Regions from separate parts of the Ovis aries genome. Here region 2 is linked to region 1. The links are chromatin contacts, called in public Hi-C maps. All regions are on one chromosome and are shown on one strand. Each heading gives the region's core, a stretch centred on a gene start, on an enhancer-like site or on the middle of the called end of the contact. The rest is flanking DNA. Distances are from core to core; before and after follow the strand shown. Region 1 holds the start of SHB (SH2 domain containing adaptor protein B). Region 2 overlaps SHB (SH2 domain containing adaptor protein B).

What was found. Hi-C and Micro-C count contacts between places; a contact is called where the count stands out from the background.
Region 2: a Hi-C map of mixed tissues shows a contact between it and region 1, with 4 times the contacts expected there. The contact joins the enhancer-like site here to the promoter of SHB in region 1. A contact is called at or near these places in 9 of 16 Hi-C or Micro-C datasets (hypothalamus, liver, mesenteric adipose tissue and 5 more).

Annotation. Positions count from the first base shown.
Region 1 is chr2:50,726,206-50,732,344 of ARS-UI_Ramb_v3.0, reverse strand. It overlaps SHB (SH2 domain containing adaptor protein B), which reads right to left and starts at 3,800. Exons shown (of 6, transcript XM_015093133.4): 1 at 2,458-3,800. The coding sequence starts at 3,168.
Region 2 is chr2:50,859,192-50,865,330 of ARS-UI_Ramb_v3.0, reverse strand. SHB (SH2 domain containing adaptor protein B) reads right to left here. Exons shown (of 6, transcript XM_015093133.4): 6 at 1-2,666. The coding sequence ends at 2,483. Among named protein-coding and RNA genes, the nearest start is that of SLC25A51, 13 kb to the left of the region's middle. Within about 2 kb of position 3,315, at least 8 of the 54 cell types and tissues checked have an H3K27ac peak or open chromatin away from gene starts, as enhancers often do.

The DNA of each region.
Region 1 (6,139 bases), core at 2,551-5,050:
AGAACTACTGCATAGTATGACCCTCTCTGTTTCTTCCTCTTACTCGCGAGAAAGAACATCTGGCAGTTGCAATCCCTCTGACTCGGAAGATGGCAACAACCTCTTAAAAGATCAAAGGGCTCAAAGTCACAATCTAGTAGGTGAAGAGCACTCCAGAGAGATATTTTTTAAAGAAACCATATCTACTCATATGATTCAACAGCTAAATCTCCTCGCTGTGCTTAGGTAACAAGGTTCTCCCCGACCCAGGACCTCCTGCCCCTCTGGGGTCCTGCCCAACTCTAACCTTTCAATTCCTGCCACAAGGCCTTTACCTACAATCCCCTAGAGCACCAGGTTCTCTTCTGCAGCCAACCATAACAGTGGTCCTCCCTGGCCACCTCCCATTAAGCCCTGCCATCACAGCATTCAACATGTACACCGCAGCCTGAACCACAGTAGTCACTGGACCCTACTCCAGGGCCCAGCAGAGGGGAACAAAGAACTGTAAGAAACATCTGGTGGAACAAAGCCAAGTTTTCAACACACTTAACACTCCAGCTATTAAACTTAGTATTCCTCAGTATTTGAAATAGTCTTATTTATAGTTAGGAAAAAACATTTACTAAAGTTTTGAAAACCATAAAGGAAGATTCTAGTGAGTAGGCAGAACCACAAGCAGCAGGAGGGAAAGGAGATTTGCCCACCTGGGAGGTGGTCATGGAATAACAAGGGAATGGTGGGATCTCTCTGGAGAGCTAGGTTAGGCCATCCTTCCATTTCCAGGGACTCCAGGTTCTCCCAGATCAGCACCTAGCCAAGCCTGGGCCACACAGAAGGCAGCAGGGAGCCTCTCTGTTGTCTCCCTTACAGATGCCCCACAAACCCATAATCCTGGGGGCTCTCGGAGAAACCTCCTCTGCCCACAAGGCAGCACCAAGGTGGCCACCCGGCTCCTAGCTCTTGTCATTTAGGTGTGGCACCCCAAGTGCTTAGGAAGCCCAGAGTCTATGCAGATGCGTCCTCAAACTGGACCCAGAGGGAAGTGGAATCCATAGGTTACCCATGCTGCCTTCAACAGACCCAGCAGGAGGCAGAGGTATGCTAGGGGGACCTGGGACCCTGGGGAGGGGAAGTCAGGCAGAAAAATTCAGGAGGGGCACCGGCTTCCTTCTCCTGCCTGGAAAACAAAAAGTTCCCTTCCCAAGTACCAGCTGGGAGGTAGGGGCCTGTCTCCCTCCTGTCTGGAAATCCAGTCCTAAAAGAAACTCAGACTCTATCAGTTTCCCCCAGCCCACATCTGGGTGAAAAGTTTACCTTTGGGAGAAAGCAGGGCGGTGCCGGAGAACGAGAGGGACAGCCGTCTGATAGCCATCACAGGGCACTGGGCCTCAGATGTAATGAAAGCACTGCCTTCCACCAAAAGTAGACAGAACAAGTATTATTTTATGGGGGAAAGGAGGGTGTCACAGGAGTGTGAAGGGGGAGGAGAGGGCCCAGTCTGGCTGTAATTAACTAGACTGCTCCAAAGGTCCGGGGGATCAAGATAGTCTGATCTGTTAGGGAGGAGAGTGTACAAAATCGTCCCCCTCATCCTTGGGGCTATAAAGGGTAAGGTCAGGAAGGAAGATGAGGATGGGAGGGGTGGTCTCCTTCCAGCTGGCCCGGTAGGCGGACCCCTCCCGGGCCGGGCTGGAGGAACTGACAGGTCGAAGTGGAGCGCTCTTGTAGACCAGCGCACTTCAACCGGAAAAGCACGCGTGGGGGTTGGAGGGTGGGGGGCGTGTTTCCCGGTACAGCTCCAGTACAAAAGGCTGCCCCATTTGGAAACCTGGCGCGGGGGGTGGGGCAGGGTAGGGCATTTAGAGGGATTTACATATATCCGTTCAGAGACAGCCGGTCTGGATCTGCCATCGAAAATGTGTAATATCCGGCGGGTCCCTTCCCAGCTCTAGACTTCAGTTCCCATCTATAAAGTCAGGGGCGGGAGGAACAGGGGTAGACAAGAATAAACACTCTCCTAAATACTTGGAGAAGGAAATGGCAACCCACTCCAGTATTCTTGCCTGGAAAATCCCATGGACGGAGAAGCCTGGCGGGCTACAGTGCATGGGGTCGCAAAGAGCCAGACATGATTGAGCCACTCACACTTTAAATACGTAAGGGCTCTGACTCTCTGACTTTCCTCCTCGAGGGGCTGGTTGGCTGTCTCTTGGACCAGGCTGGGCAGAGAGCTCTCTGGTCAGGATACTTCCAAGAGGGCACCTGGCTGGGAAGCAGCAGCGTTAAGACACTGTCAGGAGGCCAATGATCGGGGACAAAGCGGGTGCAAGGAGGCAGAATTTGGTAGCATCGTGGGAGGCCTGACCTCGGGTCCTAGCTCGAAGTGGACGTAGGAACTCAAAACTAGAGCGGTGCCTCAGTTTCCCCGTGCGCACAGTGGCTCTGGAACCTCTAGTGAGGCCAAGGGCGCCTTACCTTGTCCTTCTTGCCGGCACCGCTCTCCTCCGCGGCTGAGGCGCCGCACTTGTTGAGCAGTTTCTTGCCTCCGCAGGCCGTTGGGCTCCAGGTGCGGCCGCCGGAGCAGGCGCCCCCTGGGGGGTCCCCGGCACAGCCCGCGGCGCTCTCCACCTTAATGAGGCGATGCTTCGGGGAGATGTAGCGCACTTCGGCCGGGGTGGTGGGCCGCCGCTCGCTGCTGCTGCGGTAGAGGTGCGGGGAGCCAGAGGACGAGGACGAGGACGCGGCGGCGCCCGCGCCGGAGGAGGCACAGCAGCAGCCCGCGGCGCCCGACGCGGACGACGCGGAAAAGGCGCGCTGGCTCCCACCCGGCTCCCCGCCGCCGCAATAGTCCAGGCGGCACATGGCGCGCAATTTGCGCAGCGACGAGCCGGGCCCGTTGTAGGGGTCCTCAAAGTCGCGCTCCTTCTGTGCGCGGTAGGCGCGGATGAGGTCGCTGGTGCTGCCGCTGTCGTCGGGCAGCGATCCCGACGAGGCCGAGAAGCAGGAGGCGGCGGCGGTACCGCAGGACGCGGAGGCAGCCGCGGGGGCCTGCGGCACGGCCTGGGGGGGCTGCGAGGGCCGCTCGCCTCGGCGCCGCTGCTCGCGGTAGTCGGGCCGCGGCGGTTGCGGGGGGCTCTTGGTCTTGCTGTTGCCCAAGCTGAAGTACTTGTTCAGCCACTTGGCCATGGCGAGAGGCCGCCTAGGGCCGCGGCGCGGGAGCCGGGTCCGCCGCCGCGGCCATTCGGGGGGCAGCGATGCCGCCCAGGTCCCTCGGCGCCCCGGCCCCGGCCCGGGCGAGGGGCGTCCGGGGCGCCCGCTCCCGACGCCAAGTTCAAGTTCTCTCCGCTGCCTCCTGCCGGCCGCTCCCCGGCTCCGGCAGCTGCAGCACCGCCCTCCGCCTCCGCCGCGCGCCGCCCGGGCTTTGGATCTCCTGCCCCTTGAGGGCGCGTCTCATGGGATCCCCGCCGCGGCCCCACGGATAGCAAAAGGCCCGGGCGCCCCCCGGCTCCTCAGACGCTCTGGCCGTGCGCTCTGCCACGGAGCGCGCTCCTGTCCCGTCGGAACCGCAGCCTCCGCCTCGGCCGGGATCCGCGGCTGCTGCTGGAACTTGTCGGCGTCCTCAGCGCCCCCGGCCCCGACTTCCTTCCCGAGAGCGCTGGAGCGAGCTCGGCCCCTGGCCGGCGAGCAATCGGGCCGGAAAGCAAGCGAGCGATGGAGGGAGGGAGGCAGCCGGCGCCCGCCCGAGCCCGCGCGCCCGTGCCCGTCCCGGCGGCGCCTGCCGCTGCCGCTGTCGCCGCCTCCCGAACCGCCGCGTGTGTGACACTCGGGCCGCCAGAGCCCGCCCCGCCCCGCGGCCCCGCCCTCCCCGGGCCCGCGCGCGCCCCGCCCCCAGCCCGCCCTCTCAGACCCCGCCCCGCCCACCCCCACGCGCCCTGCAGCCAGACCTCGGCCCTGGCCCCGCCCTCTAGCGCCCCGGTTCTGGACAGCAGCAGCTCTCCCCCTTCAGCACGCGCCACCTCCTGCGGCCGCCTCGGCGCCAGCCCCTGGGTCGCGCCTGAGGGCGCCGGGGTCCCGCGGCGCAGCTGGCCCCGCCTTGCTTGCCGCCCGCCACCGCCTTGGGCGAGAGATTGCCAGCCTAAACCTGCAGCGTGTAGAGGCCAAACCTTCCCCACCCCGGCACTCGAGCGTTGTGTTCTCCAGGGATCCCCACTTTAGGGGACAAGGGGCATTTTTAGTCTACGGCGTGACCCTCTTAGAGGAAATGCGGTGCCGAGACCCTTAGGAACAAGGTGTCTATTCTCTGCTTAAACGGAAGAAGACTTCGGTTCAACTCTCTGCCAGACCTTCGGAGGATTCTTTATGCAAATGAGCTTTTTAGCCATCCGGACAGCGAATGCGACCTGGATCGTCTGCAGGGGCCTGGCCCCTCACCAGTTGGAAAGCCAAGCTTAGGGGAGATCGGAATGTTTGCTTACCTTTTCACCTCTGAGGAAGTCTTGGCTTTTACCCTGATCAGTGTCAATCTGGCAGAGCTAGCTGTGGGAATGTTTAATGCCTAAAATTGTAGGAGCTAGCAACACTCCATTTAATCCAGGGCCCTCATTTTACTGATGGAGGAATTGAGGCTCGGAAGGAGGTCACTCAGGTGGGTCTGGATGTCAGTTTCTGGTCTGGTGGTGCCAAAATTGTGTCATTTCCACTCGTCTCTACTTTGCAATTTAAGATCGTCCTTTGATTATTAAAATGAGGAAACTGAGGCCGAGGGAGGAGCACAGTTTGCTCAGGAAGGCTTTTCCCGAGAGGAGAATATGTTTTGTGGAGACAAAAGAGTTAACTGCCTCTAGAGCCGGTGCTCCTTTGCCGGTGCTCATTTGAATTTGGCTGATCAAGCCCCAGACTATGACATACAGTTAAGGTGTAAGACTGAGAAATTCTCAAAGAATGCTGATTTATTAGGATGATAGTCCAAATCATTATCTCCACTTGCAACCTGCATATTACAAATGGGCTTTGGGGAAATCTGTTTCCTGTATCCTGCAGGAAAAGCAGGACCTTTTAGGGCAGGGAGCAAGGTCAGTGGCTTCTCTGGCCAGGACTGGAGGTGGAGTTCAAAAGAGCAGTTTGAGGCTCTTAGGTAGGTAGGGCCTCTTCCCCTGCCTAAGGCCACAGTGGGGAAGTGGCAAAACCAGGAGTCCAACTGGGATCTTACTCTGAAGCCTGAGCTCTATCCACTCAGCCACCCACTGTAATCCAGTGGAATTGACTGCAAACTGTCCCTTTAGGATCAGGCTATTCACTCTTGCCCTCTGGTGAGACAGGACTGTAATCATCTATGAGCCAGTTAAATTTTACAAACCCAATATATGACACACAGCCATATATTACCAACTACACAGCCCCTTCATTGCCTGAGATCTACCTATTTGGAATTTCATAGGAAATAACCTAGGATGTGGGGTGTTTGTGTATGGTATCTGGGGATGGTGGGAGGACCCAGAAGTTGACCTGGACTAAAATGTTTATTTTAAATGTCCCTGGATTTAACTATCTCAAATTACCCTTTAAATCATTCCTCTACTTTATAAGCACTTAATTATCCCGCAAGTAAGGGAAGCTCAAATAGAGAACCTGAGGGGTGAGGATATCCTCACTGTGAATCCCACCTTTCAACCAACCACAAATCCTCTCCTACTCCCTCCCTTCCTATCTCTGCTTCCAGTTTTAGGAAGGAGGAATTGTCAGATGCTGGCAACAGGCCAGGCCACCCTGGGCAAGACAGGCTTCTCCACCATCTAGAAACTTGTTGCCTGCATGTGGGTTGCACATGGAAGAATTATCTCTGCCTTTTCCAAAAGTTTAGGAAGAGAAGTTATATTTCACAACCTATTTTTTCCATTTCACTTTCAGTGGGCCATGGGGTCAGACCCGCTTTTCCATGTGATGTCTCTGCTGGGGTATAATTTGCAAGCCAGAATTATTATAATGCTATGGTATTATGCCAAAAACTTCCAGAGCACTTGTGTATCTGCTTAGCCCCTACACATTCTGTATATAATTAACCCTCCTCAGCATCCCTACAATCTGGTATTATTCCCAGTTTACAGATGGGGTAACTGGCCTAAAGTAGTATTTATTTCAAGCAGGCAAAAAAAACCAC
Region 2 (6,139 bases), core at 2,066-4,565, 130 kb before region 1:
AGTCACAATCAGAGGAAGAAGAGGGAGAGGTTCATAAAATTAAGGAAAAAAATTCCTTTTAGCAGCTCCCATCCTGTCAACTGGCTCCTCTGCCGACCTCAGTCCCCAAGGGGAGCTGGAGGCTGGGCTTCCCAGGGAAACCTCAGGAAGATGGAGGCAGGGCCCAGGGATCCCTTAAAAGAGTAAAGGCAAGAACAGAGGGTGAAGCAGCCTTTTTTCCCTCAGACCATGGGGTGGAGCCTTTTCTGAGAAGTCTGTTCGGTGGGCTCCTGTACTCCCTGACCTGTGGGTCTTAGGAAGGGCCCTGGAGGAAATCTGGATTTGCTGGTGGAGGAGGGGCTGCTGTGAGGTTATTCCCCACGCCCTACTCCGCGGGCTACCTCCCCTGTCTCCAATCTCTAACTGGGTCCTAGGGATCCACTCTCCTTTGGCACCTCTGTTTGGACAAGTGCCAACGCTTCACTCATTTTCTCATTCACTAGGGAAAAAAAAAAAAGAGGAAAGCGTGAACCACTCTAGGTACTGTAGCCTCAAAGGATGTTTTGGAAAGAGCAAAGGAAAGGTCAGGGTTGAAGTGTTGGAGACTAGGCCCAGGTCACAGGCAATGAGGCAATCATGAGGCGGATGGACCTGTGGGATTTATGGATGGGAGGGGCTGGGGCTGCCTGGACTGAGACAAGGATTCAGGAGACTGACCTGATTGGCTGAACTGGGCAGGAAGCAGGTGCTAAGGGAACAGCTTTGGCCATAGCCTGCTAAAATCCACCAGACACCTAAAGGGACATGGCTGGCTTCTAGTCCTGCTTTGCATTGGCTTAACGGGCAGCCAGGGCAAGTCCTCTCCTCTCATGAGGCCTCCATCTCTTATCTGAACAGTGAGTCGGGAGCATCTCGAAGGCCTGGCAGTGCTGGTGATGTTCAAGCTGAATTCAGCCCCCTCCTACTGGAGACGATGGTGACCAGACTTCCATTCCTCTTAGCCCATTGGCAGGCAGGATGACATGAGCTTGGTGAAGGTGCTGAAACTCGTGATGTATCTGGACCCCTCGCACCTCCTTCAGTAGGTGGAAGCCATGCCTTTCATGCTATTCCATGAGCTTGTTTCTTCCATTGCTTTTAACTGTGCTATGTGAGTGGGTGGGTCAGAGGAAAAGTAAAGGTAAGAGTAACAGCAACCTCACTGTCTGCTCTGTCTTGAAGGATCTGGCTCCTGTGAAGGGCGGGGGCAAGATGGCGGTGGAGTGTGGGTGTGTATGAAGATGCTCCTCTGTGTGGAGGTAGTGCAGATGGCCAAGAGGACTCCATGTCCCCAGAGAGGTCAGGATTTGCCTTCCTCCAGGAGCAGGGTGACAGCAAGAGACAAAGAACTGGCTCAAGGGCCTCCTCTGCTTGTGGACTGTGAACTTGGACAAAGCACGCTCCTTCTCTGAGCCTCCCTTTCCCCACGTGTGAAGTGCTCATGGGGTAGCACTGACCCCAGTGGACGGTGAGAGCACTTTATGAACTGCTGGGTGCTGTGCACCTGTGGGGTTAACACACACTTGCCATCACGGGGTGGCTGTATGCAGAGGGAGCGTGGACGCTGGGTCAACATTGGAGGCTACCACTGCTGGAGCCTGAATGCCCCTTCCTGTAGGTTGACTCTCAAGGGTGCAAAGAAAACCCCTCTGCCCTGAGCTGGGGGCTCTGCCTCCTTCCCACGTGCCCAGAGGAGTTGCACCTTGCTCTGGGAACGAAACTCACAGGTAAGCACTTAACCCCCCTCAGAGACCCACTGCAATATATTAAAAAAAAAAAAAAAAGGGATAAGAATATATATTAAATGACTATTTTATTTACACACCCTATTCATAAATAATTGAATCCTTTTTTGACTGCACAACGATCCCTTGGAGATCTCCTAATGATTACACTGAGTGACTAGAAGTGGATTAGCAGGCTTACATCTGTGTGTGGTCGTGTTCTCCCACCAATGTGCTCACACGCGTGCATACACACACACACACACACACTGACACACACACACCAGAAGGGAGGTGGGACTCCGGGGCCTTCTGGGCTCTCAAAACATCAGCACTTGGCTCCCAGCACCAGGAGGGGCCCGGTGGGAAAAACGGGGGCCCGGTACACAGGTGTGAATTCCTGACGGCCGGAGAACAAAGAGCCGCGACCCGGGAGCTGCCGCCCCCGCCCCTCGGAGCTGCTCTCCTTTGTTCATCCTGGAAGGCATCTCTTTGGATTTGCAAATATTTTAATTCACAGAAACTCGAGGAGGGGGGTGGGGGGTGGGGGCTGGGGTGGCTCGCTGGCTGTCCTTCAGTCTTTATCCAGGCCTTCTCCAGCCCCCCGCGAGTGGCGACAGCATTCTAAGACATGCAGTGGTGTGCTAGTACCATACACACGACACAAACTGGACACGGCGGGCAACAGCGGCCGGGGGCCACCGGCTCCACGTCTGCGCCCCGGCTCGGCGGGGCGGGGCTCACAGGGTCCGCACAGCCACGGGGTAGAGGAGGGACAAGTGCTCGGCGCCTTTGATGGGCAGCTTCCTGGTGGTGTAGTAGTGGATGACCTCTGGGACACTGTCGAACGGGGGGCTGTTCTGACCCAGGACGTATTTCTCTTTGGTTTTGGCCAGTTTCATGTGCATGAAGCCCTGGTTGCTCCTGTGAACAAAGCGCAGAGGTGGTTAGGATCCGCAGAATGAGGAAGGCCGAGGCCGCCACGCTGCTCCGGGGAGGGAGGGGGTGGGAGGGCCGAGGGTCCCTCAGGAGAGCAGCTCCTAGAGAGCCTCTCGCTTCTGCCCTGAACCAGTTTGTCATGAATTCACACTCATTACCCGAGAGGGCTCTCCCTCTGGCCAACCTCCTGTTGAGGTGTGGAAGACTCCTTGCTGCCTGGGACAGACAAGAAACAGCCCTGAGCTGCCCCTCTCCCAGCCAGGAATGGAGCCCAGGCCCAGCTGAAATGTGGCCTCACCCGAGGGCCCCTCAATCCTAGCAACAGACACGGCTGCAGGAGAGTCGTCAAAACTCAGGAGATTTTGAGGGACCTCCTCAGGAAAACAAGCGAACCCCCAAACTTGGCTCCTCTCCCTATTACTGATGCAGAGGAGAATTTAAAAAGCCTTGCCTGGCAAGCACCGTGTCAGGGGTTATCACTCCCAATTTACAGTGTGGCAGGATGACAGGTGAATTGTTTCCAAAAAACTGATGCTCTCCCCTTCAATAATACAAACTGTCAGCAGGAAGGGGCTGCCCAGCCTGAGACTACATTTCCCAGCCTCCCTTGCACCCACTGCTGTCATGTGACTAGTTGTAGCCAATGGAACGTGGGGAGGTGTGCTCCCCAGCTTTTCCCCAACGCTGGCCATCTCCTCTTGGTGCTTCCTCTCTCTGCTCAGTAAACCCTGCCTGCCTCCTCCAAGGCCCAGCCTTGAATGTCTCCTCTGCCAGGAAGTCTTCCAAGTTCCCACTGGCAGAGCTCCTTCCTTCCTCCCACGGCACCGAGGATATAATGCCTCCATCAGCACTTGCCTTCCTGAACTGTAATTACTTATCCATCTTCTCGATTCCCCTGGGAGCTCCAGAGCAGGGTGCAGGCTCTGTGCCCACCATGCTTAGCATCTGCTGAAACGGGCAGTGGGTGGGTTCCTCGGAGATCAAAGCAGAGCCCTGAGCCCATGACATGCATGCTGGGTGGGGTGCCACTTCTGCCTGGCCCAAGTGGACCTCTCCTACCTTCCACTGAGGACTCTGACCACATCGGGTCACTAACCCCCAGTTAACCCACCTTTGCTTAGGCTGCCCTTTCCCTGCTCACTCAGCTCCAAGCCTGGCCTAGCCACCACACCTGTGGATGCCTGGTTTCCAAAACACAGTCCAAATTTACTGAGTCACTTAGTGAGAAAGCTGGGGCTCTGACCTCCTGCGCCTTCTCCAGAGCCCGTCCTTTGTGAGCAGCCCTAGGGGCCAGCTTCCAGGAGACCAAGCCCATCCCAGGCGAGGCCAAGAGCGCTGTGTGGACACAGGTGTGCAGCCTGCAGCCCTTCTGAGCTTTGGTTCTCGTTTCAGCTGTTCCCACATCTCTTCCATCCAGGACTGGGTTCTCCTCCCTTACCGGTGCCTGCTCTATTAATGCATCAATTTGGACTCCAGGACCATTTTCAGATGGGGAGAGCAAATGCTTAATGAAGTGCAGGCACTGAGTAATACATCTGCTCATAATAATGTATTTAGAGATGTCACCCTCAGCTTAAAGGAAATCGTTTGGAGAGCAATTATGTTTCAAGAGAGAATAATTCCTGTAAAGAACTGAAATTTAAATCAAGATTTTTTAAGGCTGACAATGTTCTAATTACAGAGCCTGTGGCAAGCTCTGCTCCTCAGTGAAGGGTCATTTCACTGGAGAATTGCCTCATCTGAGAAGCAGGAGGCGCACTTGCTTAAGCCGGTGCGCGCTTTAAAATACGAGCAACTCCCTCTGAGCCCAAGACTCAGCTACCTGCTACCCACCTCCGTGGAGAGACGGCAAATCTGTGCTGGCCTAGAAGAGTCTGTAACTGCTTGAATACAGGGCTGAAATTGTATGGCTAATAAAACTGGGGACAGTTAAGAAGCCTTGTAGTCTTGGAGGCCACGTGCTCAGTTTTACCTGAAAAAGGGGTGGGTGGGTATGGGGGCAACAGGGCTGGAGCAGAGGTGAGTGACCTGGGTGGGTGGGTGTGGCCTTGGATATGTCATGCCCTCTGCCTGGGTGATATTTTGGGCTTTGCAGCTGGTGCTACAAAGCACAGGGTGTGTTAGATCTCAACAACTAGCTGTGAGCTGGCCTGAACGCCAAAGCTTTCATGGCATGGTGGGTATGAGGTCGCTAGGGGAACCGATTTACTATCTAAGGAGGTTAAAGAAAATAACTCATATGGCTTATCAGGATATTTTCACACCAGTTGTTCTGAAAACATTCAGTGAGGAAAGTGGGCAGGGATGCTGGCAACAGGACAGAGCCAGAAAAGGAGGCTGAAGCGCCTCTGTTCCCAGATCGAAGGCTCTCGAGGTCACCACATACTAGGAACTCCATACTGATGTCTCCATCTCAACATACATAGGCAGGCACTGGGACCTCCCTGCAGTCCTTCCTGACTCTCCAGGCCCACTGGTTTTTCCTCTGATGCTGGTATTTCAATACATACTAGTTTATAACCCTGAGCTGGGCTATGCTGAGGGGTAGGCGGTCACAAAGTCCAGAGCTCAAGGCAGCGAACTCAGGCCTGTGACCCTGGAATCCAGGGCCTGACTGTCCCCGGCAGAGGGAGAAAGGCCCATGAGCTGGCCCTCAGGCTGGAGTCCCTGCAGGAACAGCCCTTCCCCTTGGGCTCATGCACTGCACCCTTTGGTTCTCTGGACCTCAGGCTCTCCTTGGGCCCTACTGGGCTCTGTCTCTACCCATACTGGACACACGGGAAGGCTAACTGCATGGCCTCTGAGGGCGCTTCTAGATCTAAGGTCCTAGATTCCATGTCTAAGAGCATAATCTGCGGCCCATGAGGTGAGGGCTTCCTGCAGGAAGGGATCAAGTCAGCCTCATGCCCCCTCCACTGCTGCTCTTGGCCTCCAGTCCCATTCTCACAGGGCGCTGGCCTGGATGGCTCTCAGGGCTGATGTTTCCTGGGCACTTCCTGTGAGCCAGGCCATGTGCCCAGCACTGAAGCTCCAGACAGGAGGTAGCTGACTGGGGGTCACGCAGCCATCAGCTGCTGCTGCTTCCCTCCCCGGGGGCCTTTCCCAGAACCCATGCTCCTGACCTCAGCACCGTGAGCTCCAGAAGAGGGCCCAACCTAGCCCCCAACACTCCCCGTGAGGCCAGCCAGGGGGCGAGTGAGAGGCATCAGACCCTGAGCAGGTGAATTCTTGACTGCCAGCCTCAGTTCCCATGGCACCCATCCTGCTGGTAACAGTGGATCAGAGCAGCACAGGGGCTGGCAGTAAATGGCCGTCCCGGGGACCGGGGATGGTGTGTCCTGACCAGTGGAGTCCCCAGCCACGGAGGGACCATCACAGAGTTGGTGGGCCTCGAGAGGTGAGCGGGGCTTTCTTTCTGAGACAATCTGTCAAACCCCAACTTAACGCAAACGATGGGC